Regions from separate parts of the Dromaius novaehollandiae genome. Here region 2 is linked to region 1. The links are chromatin contacts, called in public Hi-C maps. All regions are on one chromosome and are shown on one strand. The core of a region is the stretch at or near the end of the contact, and the rest is flanking DNA. Distances in the headings are between cores, read along the strand shown.

Region 1 (6,012 bases), core at 2,138-4,637:
GGCCGACTTTTTCTGAGCAATCCATGGATAACCTGTTAAATTGAGCAAGCGTGATTGAAATGGGTGCAAGTTCATGCATGGGCTGTTTGATCACTTTGGTCTCCTTCATATGCTGTGTCGTCTTGGGGTGTTTCATGCAAGGTCTGGACTGGCTGAGGTGATACCAGCAGCTTCACCAGCACAACCTCCCAAACTAGACACTCCATGGTTTCCTGGCTGTTCTTCTCCTTCTTCAGCATCTCCAGTAACAACACGTCAGCAGCTTTCTTGGCTGTTTGAACAGAAATCTCTGTGCATAGTCTGTGATTAAACTCTCTTATGCCTCTATTAGATACCAGGTGTGATGAAAGCAGGTGACTTCTCCAGGAATGTCCTGGATGAGGTTTCGGGTGGGATAGTAACATACCGGGGAAGACAGAAAGCCTAGAAGTGTAATGCTCTGCGGTGATTATCTAAAGTTGCCATGAAAGTATCAAGATCTAAGTGTCTTTTTTCCTCCCAACAGGAAAAGGTACTTGAGAAGTTCATAGAAAAAGGCACTTATCTCTTCCCTCTTGCCTAGCTCTGTTTTCTGTCTACCCAATACTTCTCTCTTTTGTCTTCAGAATGTTGTTGGTTTCTTTGTTTTTAACTATTTTGCCCTTCTGGGATCACTATCCTTTTTATCACATCTATTGGTACAACTGATGAGTTCTACTTTCTCAGTGACAGTTTCATTTCAAAGAAAAATGGCAAAATCAGTGCAGAGTCAGCATTTTAAAAAATTGTTGATTAAAACTGTTGGGTACGTTCTTTTTCATTTTGCTGATGTAAAGCTAGAACAATTAAGGAGGGAGAAAGATGGATGTGGATTACAGGAGTAAAACCTGAAGAGCTGGTGCTTTCCTTTTGTATTTTTAAGATTACCCAAGATGATAGGAAGGGCTGTAGTGGGAAAATTTTGTCAAGGGGTCATCAGTTTGGATTGAGCTCAAATGTCATCAGTATCATCCCATGCATAAAGAGTAATTTATGTAGTTATTTATTTTTGCCAACAGCAAGTCTCTAGAGAACTGTTCTCACATGTCCTGTTCCCATGGCAATCTGATACAGATGAGACCACTGCGGACATCAGGAAAAACGTCTTCACCAGGTGGGTGGCACAGTCATGGGGGAATCGTGGCGCAAGACGTGGCCAGGCAAAGCCAGAGCTGGCCTGACCTCACACTGGTGATGGCCCAGCTTGGAGGCATGAGTTGGATTAGAGATCCCCAGAGTCACAGAATCACAGAATGGCAGAGGTTGGAAGGGACCTCTGGAGAGCATCTAGTCCAACCCCCTGCTCAAGCAGGGTCACCTAGAGCACGTTGCCCAGGATCGTGTCCAGATGGCTTTAGAATATCTCCAAGGATGGAGACTCCACAGCCTCTCTGGGCAACCTGTTCCAGTGCTCAGTCACCCTCACAGTAAAGAAGTTTTTCCTTATGTTCAGGAGGTCCCCGGGAATGTGCAAGGTGCCAGATAGGCGTGTGCGATAGCTGACCGTGGTGTGCCGCCTGCCCTCACTGCCGCAGCAGCTCCCTGTGCTACTGAAAATTGGTGCAAGGACCATCTCGTGAGGCCATGTCACGGCCCCACACTGTGTACAAACGTTAGAGGTCGAAGAGCACCAATAAAAGTATTTTTGCAGGTTTACAGTCCGATCTTCCTGCTGCAGAATAGAGACTCAGCCTCCTTGTGTTCAGCAAGTGAACTCAGTCGCCTGGGAAGCAGTCAAAGAGCTGCAGGATACATTTTTCTGCAAGTCTGCACTCCAAATTTTCAGCTGGTAACGTGACTTCTAAAGCTTGGTGGGATGTTATTTTAATGTGGTCCTTAGCCACATTTTGTTGCAAAAAAGGAATGGTTTGTGAATGACTAATACATTAAAATACTTTCTCTGTATTCTTTAGCCTTTTCCTACCTAACTACCTGAGAGCTGCACTGCTCTGGAGGAAGTAGCAGCAGACTGGGAGACAAAAAAGGGCTTGATTTATTCATCTTTGCTTCAGTAATCTTTGCTTTGGGGGGGGGGGGGAGGAGAGCCCTTGGGTGCGGGCTTTGTGACAGATCAGGTATTGGAAAAGAGGGAAATTGATCTGAATATTGCATTTATCTTCCTAGATTTAAAAATACATTAAAATAGAGGTAGGGTGAATGTGATTCTAATTTTTTAAATTTAATTATTTAAAGGAAGGTGCTTAAAAACTCAGGTACTGTATAGCTACAGTTAAGCACATACATTCGGGCGTATCTGTTATTTCTTTGTATATTTTGCGTAGATTAAAGTTTCCTTTGCAGGAGTGCCATGGCCCTACAGTAAAAATTGCAAAACAAAGCAGGCGTCTTTTAAGTATTTGAGTCTAGTCAAGATAAACAGGTAGATTTTTTTATCACACATTTGAATGTGTTTTGTAGACTTTTTTTCCAAACATTTAGAATGTTTTTCCTTAACCTTTTTAAAAATTAGTATTGTCACATACAGGCAGAAAATGATATAAGAAGGATAGTCTGGGATATTTTACTTACGATAACAGGAGTATTCGTAAAGGTCGGTTTTTCATCTTTCTTTCAAACTGGCCATTGGCTCCCCAGAGCTGGGGGAGGCTCGAACCACCTAACGCCCTTCCAGGGCAACGGAGATGCTGAAACTCTCTTCCCAGATTTGCTCCTGATTAGGAGAAACACTGCGTTCGGTTTCCTGAGGAGCAAAGGGAGAGAGCAGCCCCTCTGGGAAAGGGCAGATCCTGCCGCGTTCCCCGTAGCGGATTATTGTATTTTCCTGCCTGTCTTGAAAGACGCATTTTCAGCTTGGAAGAGCATTAGGCAAAAGAAACATTACTGCCTTAATTCCCAAGAGTCTGGGATATATTTGAGAATTACAGTGAGTTAAACCGCCTCAGAAGTTTGAGCCGTGTGTTTTTCTTTTATTAAATTTCCAAGGGACCTAAAAAGACCCAAACAAAACATTTTAAAGATCTCTTTAAACTCCTTTTTAGCTGTAAACAAATTGGAAATTTGTGGATGTTGCTAATTGGAAATGTATTTTGCACCGTAAGCGCTCTAGGTCGGTGGAGGAAGTGCTCTGTTTTCCCTACGTGACAGAAAAACCATCTCTCCTTCGAGTGGAAATCTCGACCAACGCCACAATGCAGCGAAGCCGGGCGTTTCTCCCGCACAAGCGCACGCGCTCCCGGCACCTCAGGCTACGCCCGGGCTGTAACGGTTTCAGGTTTGGCTCCGAGTCGCTCTTTGGGAGCACATTCCCCTTGCGTCTGGCTCCGCGGGTGTCTGCGTGTGCAGCACCGCCTCATCCCCCCGCGCTCGGGGAGAGCAAATCCAAGCGCGGCCTGCTCCCAGCCTGCGTCCGCGGAGCAGCTGCCTTATTAGCTGGCACTCGGGCTCGTTTGAGCTCAGCGGTCAGATGCAGCTGTTCATTAACTGCTCTGAAAAACTGCACTTTAACGAGGAAGGTGTGTTGTAATTGGCGGGGTGGGCTGTGTTTTTTGGATGGGCTCGAAAATAGTTTTCTGTTTTAATAGATCTGATTGGCTGCTGATCTTAACATTGGCTCTAATTGCTGTTTAACTGCAGATCTATTTTAAAGCGTGCAGCAGTAGTAATTACAAGGAAAACACTCTACCAGAATTTAAATATTATTTCTTGAATTTGAAGCCTTCATCTCTATATGGCAAGATTTGAACCGAAGCAGCTTTTTGGGTACTTAGCTTTGAAAGTGTAATCCCAGGAACAACAAAATGGGCCGTAAGGGCACGAGATCTGGTGCTCTGCAAACCCGAAAGGAAACACTCTGTACAAATTGCTTTCAAATAGATTTCTTGAAGTGTTGAAGGATCTATTACTTACTGGTTAAAACTAAGCTGGCTTAATTCTTGTTTTATTACAGCTTGCTACTGTGACGGTCAGGAACTGATGTAGGACGGCTGGAAAGAGGTAAAGCGCTACTAAAAACCATCATATTTTATCTCGGCTTTGCCGAAGCCCAGGGCGAGAGTGTCGATGGTGGAGCTGAAATCAGGGCCTGGTTCTTGTCTTGCAAAACCTGCAAGAAGCCGGGAGGTGCAGCAGGGCCGGTGGCAGCCTCTCGCGGCCCTTCGCTCCCCACGTTGGCCAGGGAGCGATGCCCAGGGAAAGGCTCCATCCTCCCTCGGGTCCCCAAAAGCAGACGGAGCCGGTCCTCCGGAGGCGGCTGTGTTAGCACTGGGCACGCAGGGCAGCAGAGAGCCATTTGCTGCTGCGTTTTCCTGGGCTGTAAGCAGAGGATGAAAATCCAGCTGGCGTCCAACTGGAAATTTAGGATTCTGGCATTGGGAAACCAATATACCCAGAAGGTCAGCTAGAAAACAAGACTCTATGAAAAATCATAGGCGCTGCACAGTGACATAACTGTTTGACTTAGCAACAGGGCTCCTATGAGGAACAAGGGATGCAGCCAACTCAGCCAGCGATTTCTTGCTACAAACACTGGCACAAGCACAGAGTTGCGCTCCTGAAGACAAGCTCTCAGCACAGACAGCTAGGCAGCAGAAAGCCTTGTCTACCACGAGGAAAGCACAGCTGTGTCGCTCCCAAAGCCCTTCCCTACTGCTAACGCCTCAGCCCTTGAAGTCGGTCGACGGCAGACCGAGAAGCGGTGGCAGACACCCCTGCAAGCCCGGCGTCTGCGCCTGTCTGCGGGCTGCGGCTGAGCTCTGGCCCTGCCGTTCTGGGAAGCGGAGGAGTTCAGGTCACTTGTGGCTTGGCTTATGTCTTTTTGCGACACCAAATATGTGTGTTCGAATCTTATATCCTCCGATGTCCACAAGAAAGAATACGACACCCTCTGCTCTGGATGCCTTTTTATAAACATTGAAGAACAGCGTAAAACAAACAAGTGCCCAGTAATTACATGCCATAGATAAGCGCTCCTGCCATAAGCCCTGCAAACACAATTATCACCAGTTTCTCTTCACTGGCTTAACTCCTTGGAATATCATACATGAGCCAAATTAATGTTATCAGTATGGCGGGAATGACTTTTTCCTCTGAGTATTTCTGCGAGCAAAAGCAGGCTTGAATGGTACAGCCTACCCCACATCCACCTCCCTTGAGTCCTAGCCACACATAGCGGGTTTTCCAGTCGCTTTCCTCTGTAGCTCAGTTGCAAGTTAAAAGGTGCAATTGCAGGCATTTTATGCCTCCTTTTATTTTGGCTGAAAGACACGATTTCTAAGTGTGATCTTGCATCTGCAGATTTCAGGTCCCCCCAGTGCCCACGTGCCCTTTCCCCTCCGCTGACATTGCAAACGCTGCCTTGCATTGCACTATATGATTTGACGTGTCCAGGACTGTAGGAGTTGCTCGAACTGGAGATGTGCAAAACATGAACTGTTTTGACTACACAGACCAGCGTGAACGTTTTTAAGTGAAGGCCTGCAGTATATAGTGATACTTATCTCAGCTTCTGAGTTCCCTTGTGTTTTGACTGGCTTTTTTACGTCTTGAGATCTGTATCTTTATTTGCAAATTATTTTCACTGTGAAATGACTGAGGGCCTCTGGATACAGCTGCTCTCTAAAATCAATGACACTGATGAGCCATCGCCGCCTCCATCCCAACTGTAACTCAGCTGCGCTGCAGCGGTTGAATACAACCAGGAACTAAAACACTGATTTTCTTTCTTTTCTTTTTCTTTTTCTTTTTCTTTTTCTTTTTTTTTTTTACTTCTCACTCAGAAGCACTGAGTTTTAAGGCTTTCTCCCTTTGAGTTCAAATTAACGCTGAGAAAATTGGTAAGTGAGTGTTACTAAATATCGGTTTGGGATGGGAAACCCTGCCGCTGCTTCAGCCGCAAGGCTCCCTTCTGTGCAACGCTCAGCGGTGCAGTTTTGCTCGCCGGCTGTAAAGGGCATGTTTTCATGCCGCTGCTTCAACGAGACTGGAAGGTTTTGCTCCCCGGGGCCGTGACGTACCTGCTGCAACGACGCTCTGCTG
Region 2 (6,012 bases), core at 2,133-4,632, 100 kb after region 1:
ACTTAAGAAAATTGGGTCTTATTTTGCTTGAAAAATTTCCTTTGAAATATAGGGAAATAGGTTGTAAAAGCATACTTTGTCAGCTTCCTTTGCCATTTGGTGTGTAGTTACAAACTGTTATTTTGAAGTTTCATTTCTGTTACTTTATTTTAATGTTGAAATACTTTAGACTCATATTAACTATGCACTAGCTATGTATAGATAGAGCATTATAGTAAGAGTACCTGAGCAGTACTGTCCTTTACTAGTCCTCAGTCTGACTCCTCAGTGAGCATGAAAAAGCTTTCTCTTGACTAATCAAATAATGCCTGGAATGCTTAAGAAACTTAATGCCTATATGTCTAACTTTATTTGTTACAGGCTATACCAGCTTCTGGAAGGAGAAAATAAGAAACAACAATTGTTTAAAACATATGAAAGCCTTGAGCAGATGGCTCAGAAGTTAAAGCAGGACTGTGTTGCAGTACAAGATCAGCTAGCACTGTCTTCTCAAGAACAGTCTCTCTTTTTGTCCAAGCTAGACAGTGATATAGATACCCTTTGTGATACTCTGTATTGTGGAGGAAATCAAATATTACTTAGTAGTCAGGTAAGTTCTTACGCAGTGGCTTCTAAAATTATTACGCTCATGCATGTCCTTTTGCTGAGATGAATATAGCGTGAAGGTTGTTGTAGGTGCACAAACTGGTTACTGCATTTTATTACAATAATGATGGTGATGGGCTTAGTTACGTTGTTTTTAGCAAACTGCAAATACGGGATTTTACGTATGTTGACAGATAACTTTTTGAATCTGAGAAAATAGCTGCATCTAATTCTTTTAAATCCTTTCAAAAGCATATACTATCATGTATTACTAATAAGTTTATGGTATGGGAAGTATGTCTTCCAACTAACATGTCACTAGAAAATTTATTTTAAATTTCCTTCTATTTCAGAGAATACCCCCCCATCCCTGTTACCTGTAATAGCTATACGATTTGGTTCGGCCCCTTAAAAAGCCTGGTGTTGAGTGGCTCCTTGTGGACAAAATAAGGGTATCAGAATTTTGAAGTGGGAAATCCAGCTACAGAACTTGTTGATGTTCCTTTTAGAACATCTTTTAAGAGAGGATAGAGATTTTTAAATGCAACTTGTTACAGCTTCTCAATAAATAGTAGATATCTCAAAAGTGGATTGAGAGAAGGTTTCTGTTATGTAATAATTCCTTAGTTAAATACGTAAAAATATATTCAACACTGCCATTTGTAAACTGAATTTGCAACAGACAGAACAGTTTTTATTGAAAAATGAAACTTTGTATTTAGGACAATGCCTGTTTAGGGATTACAGGTTATTAAATCCATCAAATAATGTATTTTATTGTCTCAAGCACTATCACCTCTTAAAACATAGTGATATCTCTTTCTGTGGATACTGTTTTCTCAAGAAAAGTAGTTTATTTCCTTTAATTAGGAGATAATGTGCAAATAGATGACTAGCCTACCTACCCTGAATTATTATAATAATAATGGGAAAATTTTAGCTGCTAATTACAGGTTTCATTTTAAATTTGAATTCTTTTTTGTTCCTTTAAGACTTGACTAACTGTAAATACTTGAATAAAAATGTCATTCAACCGTCTTTATCTGGTAGATGGCCAGATTCTCATGGTCTTAACTTGTCTGTTTTACTAGACAAGTAAATGAAACTAAATTCTCGTAACCTGATGCGAGTACCTCAGAAGTTGCACAAAGTGAATGGAATCCTTTATATCCTGTATTTCTGTTGTTTTTGATGAATTGTTTTTATAAAAATCATTTATCAAAGGAGGTGGCTTCCAAAAACAGAAGGCTTTTCTATTTGTATTAACAATGCTAAAGTAATAAACTTTGTCTTGTATTTCTGTTAGGAACTTACTGAGCAGTTTCATCAAATGGAAATTCATTTAAATGAATTAAATCAGCTCATTATGGATCTTCTTGCTGATGTAAAGACAAAGAGAGACTTTTTAGAATCTAATAAGCTGCATCAGATGGAAAGAAACTTGTATGTGTATTTTTTCAAAGATGAAGACCACTTGAAAGAGATGGTGGAGAAGCTTGAGCAACAGTCTAAGGCTAAAATCAGTGGTCTAGAAGATTAAAGTTTCACTACCAATGAAGTTCTTCGTACTTAAACTTAAATGTACCGTTAAGATACAAAAACATGTTAATGAAAACTGTCTTCAGGTTTATGGAAAAATAAGTATTAGCTTATCAAAGCTAACATTTGTCTGTCATTACAACGTATGTTTAGCTGCCACAGTTATCAAGTTTGGATTACATACCGCTTTATGGGTTTTGGCAGCTGCTTGCTGAGTTCACATTTCAATTTTGTCAAAGTTTTTTTTGTTATGAGAGAGTACACTGGGTACTTAATGAATTACATAACAGACTGCTCTTCTGCTAGCCTGTATGTTGATTTCTGTTATGTTCAGCATAGTGCAAAACGAGGTTTCATGCCCTTGAGATATGTCTTCATGCATGCTACGAACCTTTCCATATGTGATCTGAAAAGTACATGTGGGGAGAAGGCATTCCAGATTTTTGAACATGAATGTACTGTGCTCCTTCTGAAGAGGGAAGTTCTCCAAGGCAAAAATTTTGTGATTGCTTCCCTTGCAGTTCCTCTAAGAAGATACAAGTTTTTTTGGTTGTTTTTTGTTTTGCTTTTAATGTAGAAATGTGTTGGAATAGGTAGCAAAATCTGTGGTTTATTTACCAAGACTATCTGTTTTAAGGTTGTTTTTAAGACTGTTCTTATCTTCTGATTTATCTTATGGTCAGTCTTCTCCATTGAAACCAGTCCGTACTCATACCAGGCTGTTCAAAGAAAAAAGTTTCCCTTTTGGACTTGAGGCTTTTTGAGAATCTTTTGTTACAGCAAGTTTGGAATTTGCTCTATAACTTATAATGATGTGCTTTTAAACTTCAGAGTCTCAGTGCTTTTGGACTTCTGCTTTCACTGCTTTGACTGTTTATCAAATTCTTTTATTGTATCCTAGTACAGCAGCGGAATTAAATATGTTTTTGTAGTATGATAACTTTAAGTCTTTTGTATGTTGATGGGGATCAGCTGTGTTTGCTTTCAAATGTCAGACATTGATAATGGGAAGAAAATTAGTATTAGCATTATCTTCAGTTACACTAACTTTCTATTTTGATTGCAGACTTTTACCCATTATATAACTTATTTAAAAATACTGCATTTCTTTAACTTACTGGTTGGATTTTGTGCTGCTTAATACTATACATCATGTTTATTATTAAATGTTAAATACTACAATTTAAGATCAGTGTCGTCACTACTTAAGGCAAGTCTGTGTGTTGGTTTGTGTATCCTGACACATGTTGTCTGTCTTATGTTTAGTTTGCTAGGTTCTGATTTTGATATGCTCCCTGAATTTGAAGACTGGTGCTTCCCATCTTGGAAAACTCAGGGAGCATTTTTACCCTGTGCAGGTCAGAAACGTTGCAGTTTTATAATAAGAGTTAGGAAAAGGTGGGCAGGGGAAAGATTATACTTTTGACTCTTGTAATGTTAGGGAAAGGAAAGCCATTCTCTCCCCTTTCCCACTTTGCATGCTTACTGTCAAATAACAAACCAGCTTGCACCCTACAGTGCAGTGTTTTGTCCAACAAAATTGTATATTTTTCACTGTTTCCTTCAGTAGTTTCCATGAAAGTCAGTTCCTCATGACTTCGCATCATGCAGTATCAGAATGCTTTCTCTGTAAGGGTTATGACCACAGGTATATTACGACTCCTAGGATATCTCCCTATTTTACTTTTCTTTAGGGTTCTGAAGTGCTGTGCTATTCATTAAAGGCCTGGCTGAATACTAGTCTTGGGATTTTCTCCTATCTGGGACTAGTTGCTGCTAGTAACGTGCTAGTCACTAACAAGAATTTTGAGATACTTTTCAGCTTCTACAACATTGAGGCTCCAACTGATAATCAACTTGTAAATTAGGACTATTACAGAGAGCTTTGGGACAGATCTTACATATATAGGGCCAAACAGACAATTTTGACTTGTTTGAGCTAGACATAAGCTAACCAATGCAGCTTTATAGGTATACCTGTTTGAATTGAGTTATAAGTGTCTGTATTTTGTAGATATTCAAACTTGCAGTCTGCCTGTGGTCCTGAGCTGAGAAAAATACTTCCCTGTGAACAGAAAGAAATATTGTCTGCTTGATGGTTGAACTTGACAGTGTATTTGTGCACTGGATTTAGTGAGAGAAGCTCAGAGTAACAAGTGAATAATTACAGCCCTGTATAGGAATAATTTTCTTAACTGTTGATAGAGCAATTCACTTGTGTACAGCCTGAACTGTATAAGAATTTTTAAAATGTTATGTGATTATCTTGTGTTTGTGGTAAGTCTTATGCGTTGTTTTGATCTAGTTCTCTAAGGTCAACAGTCATCTGTATGGACATCTTTAATTCTCCCAGATGTCTTGTATCTGTGGGCTATCCAGTTATTCTGTATGCAAGTATTACAGAATATGACTACAGGACAACTGGAAAAACAAGTGTTATTAAAAAAGGATAAAACTCAGGGCAGTAATAACTGCAGTAAAAACTTGCAGATACTTCAATGTTGTCAAGCTATTTCTTAAACTGACAAATGAACTGTAGTAACTACTTCAGTATTTTTGAATTAATAGTACTTGATTATATCCATAACACAGGATTTAAGGAATAGAGGTTTCTCTTTTATTAGTGATGTTTTCTGCAGAAAAATACTTACCTTTGAATATCATGATAGTAACCCTTCTTTCTTTCATCTTGTCATGGTGCTATTTTTTGTAGTTTTTTCCTGAAGTGCTGTTGTTTTCTTTCCTTAGAACCTGGGTAACATTTTTATAGCCTGGCACTGGCGCACAAACCAATAATGTAAATGTATGCATACACTAGAAATGGACTTGTTTAAAGACATTGTGTGGGGGGGTGTATTTCAAATATACATTATTATTAATTCTTATAACTGCTGACTATATTTTGTGGCCCTAATATTTTGCATAATTCATGTGTGTATTCTGTGTTTAGGTTTAATCATAAAAATGGAGCATTACACATCATATGTAGGATGTGAGATTTCTAAAGTGCCTTTATCTGATATTGCTCAGAGGATTATGTCAGCTTTGCAGTCTGTTCCTGTAGGAGAAGCTCAGACTAGCAGAAAAAATGACCAGAGTGAGTAAAACTTAGTCTGTTCAAATATTTCTATTTTCAGTTGAAAAAACAAACTGATTCCAAAGGTTTTGAGCTATAATTGTAGCTGAGAGATGTGGCAAAAGTACAGTTAAAAAATTTTGTGCAGAGGATAGACCTTAACAGAAAACATAGCATTAGGTCTCCAAAACTTAGAAACAATCACTGTGCATAAATTGTCTTAACCGAATGGTATTTTATCCTAATTTAATGAGCTTCTCTCACCTTCCTCAAGGTGTTCATAGCCTTCTCCCCTCACCCCCACTGTGCAACTTGGCCTTTAAGCCTCTAGTAGTATTACTTCTATTTGTATACCTTGAATGTACACTTGGTCACAGATGGTAAATTGAAATATAGATGGTTCCAGGGTACTTTAGTTTATTAAGATTAGACTGTGTCTACTAAATGCTGGTTCTAGCTGTAATGATTCCAAACAACTTGAAACATCTTTTTATGGACTCTGATATTTTTAGTGGATCTTCCCTTAGCAAGCTATTTTAATTCACTGTGTAGATATCAAAGTATTAAGAAATACTAGCTAACTAGTAATCATAATTTTTTAACTTTCTAAGGATTTTTTATCTTTGATCTGTAAATCCACACATATGGGTTTAAACTGAAAAGAGGTTTTGTATAAGCTCTGCTTTAAACAGCCTATCTGTAGATATTCTTTTTTATTATGAACATTTAAAATGTTACTGGAATTCTCCTGTGGAGCGCCAAGCAATACCTGAATGTATTTAAAACAAACAAAAACCAAAACAAAATCTCCA

Evidence for each region. A called contact is a pair of places that touch in the nucleus more often than the background predicts.
Region 2: a Hi-C map of liver shows a contact between it and region 1, with 5 times the contacts expected there. The contact joins the promoter of POLN here to the enhancer-like site in region 1. A contact is called at or near these places in 2 of 4 Hi-C or Micro-C datasets (brain and liver).

What each region holds. Positions count from the first base shown.
Region 1 is chr4:78,534,999-78,541,010 of bDroNov1.hap1, forward strand. No RefSeq gene overlaps it. Among named protein-coding and RNA genes, the nearest start is that of MXD4, 42 kb to the right of the region's middle. Within about 2 kb of position 3,388, at least 2 of the 2 cell types and tissues checked have open chromatin away from gene starts, as enhancers often do.
Region 2 is chr4:78,635,139-78,641,150 of bDroNov1.hap1, forward strand. POLN (DNA polymerase nu) reads left to right here and starts at 3,383. Exons shown (of 25, transcript XM_026112781.2): 1 at 3,383-3,482; 2 at 5,075-5,221. The coding sequence starts at 3,383. It overlaps HAUS3 (HAUS augmin like complex subunit 3), which reads left to right. Exons shown (of 5, transcript XM_026112780.2): 4 at 361-589; 5 at 1,892-3,311. The coding sequence ends at 2,125.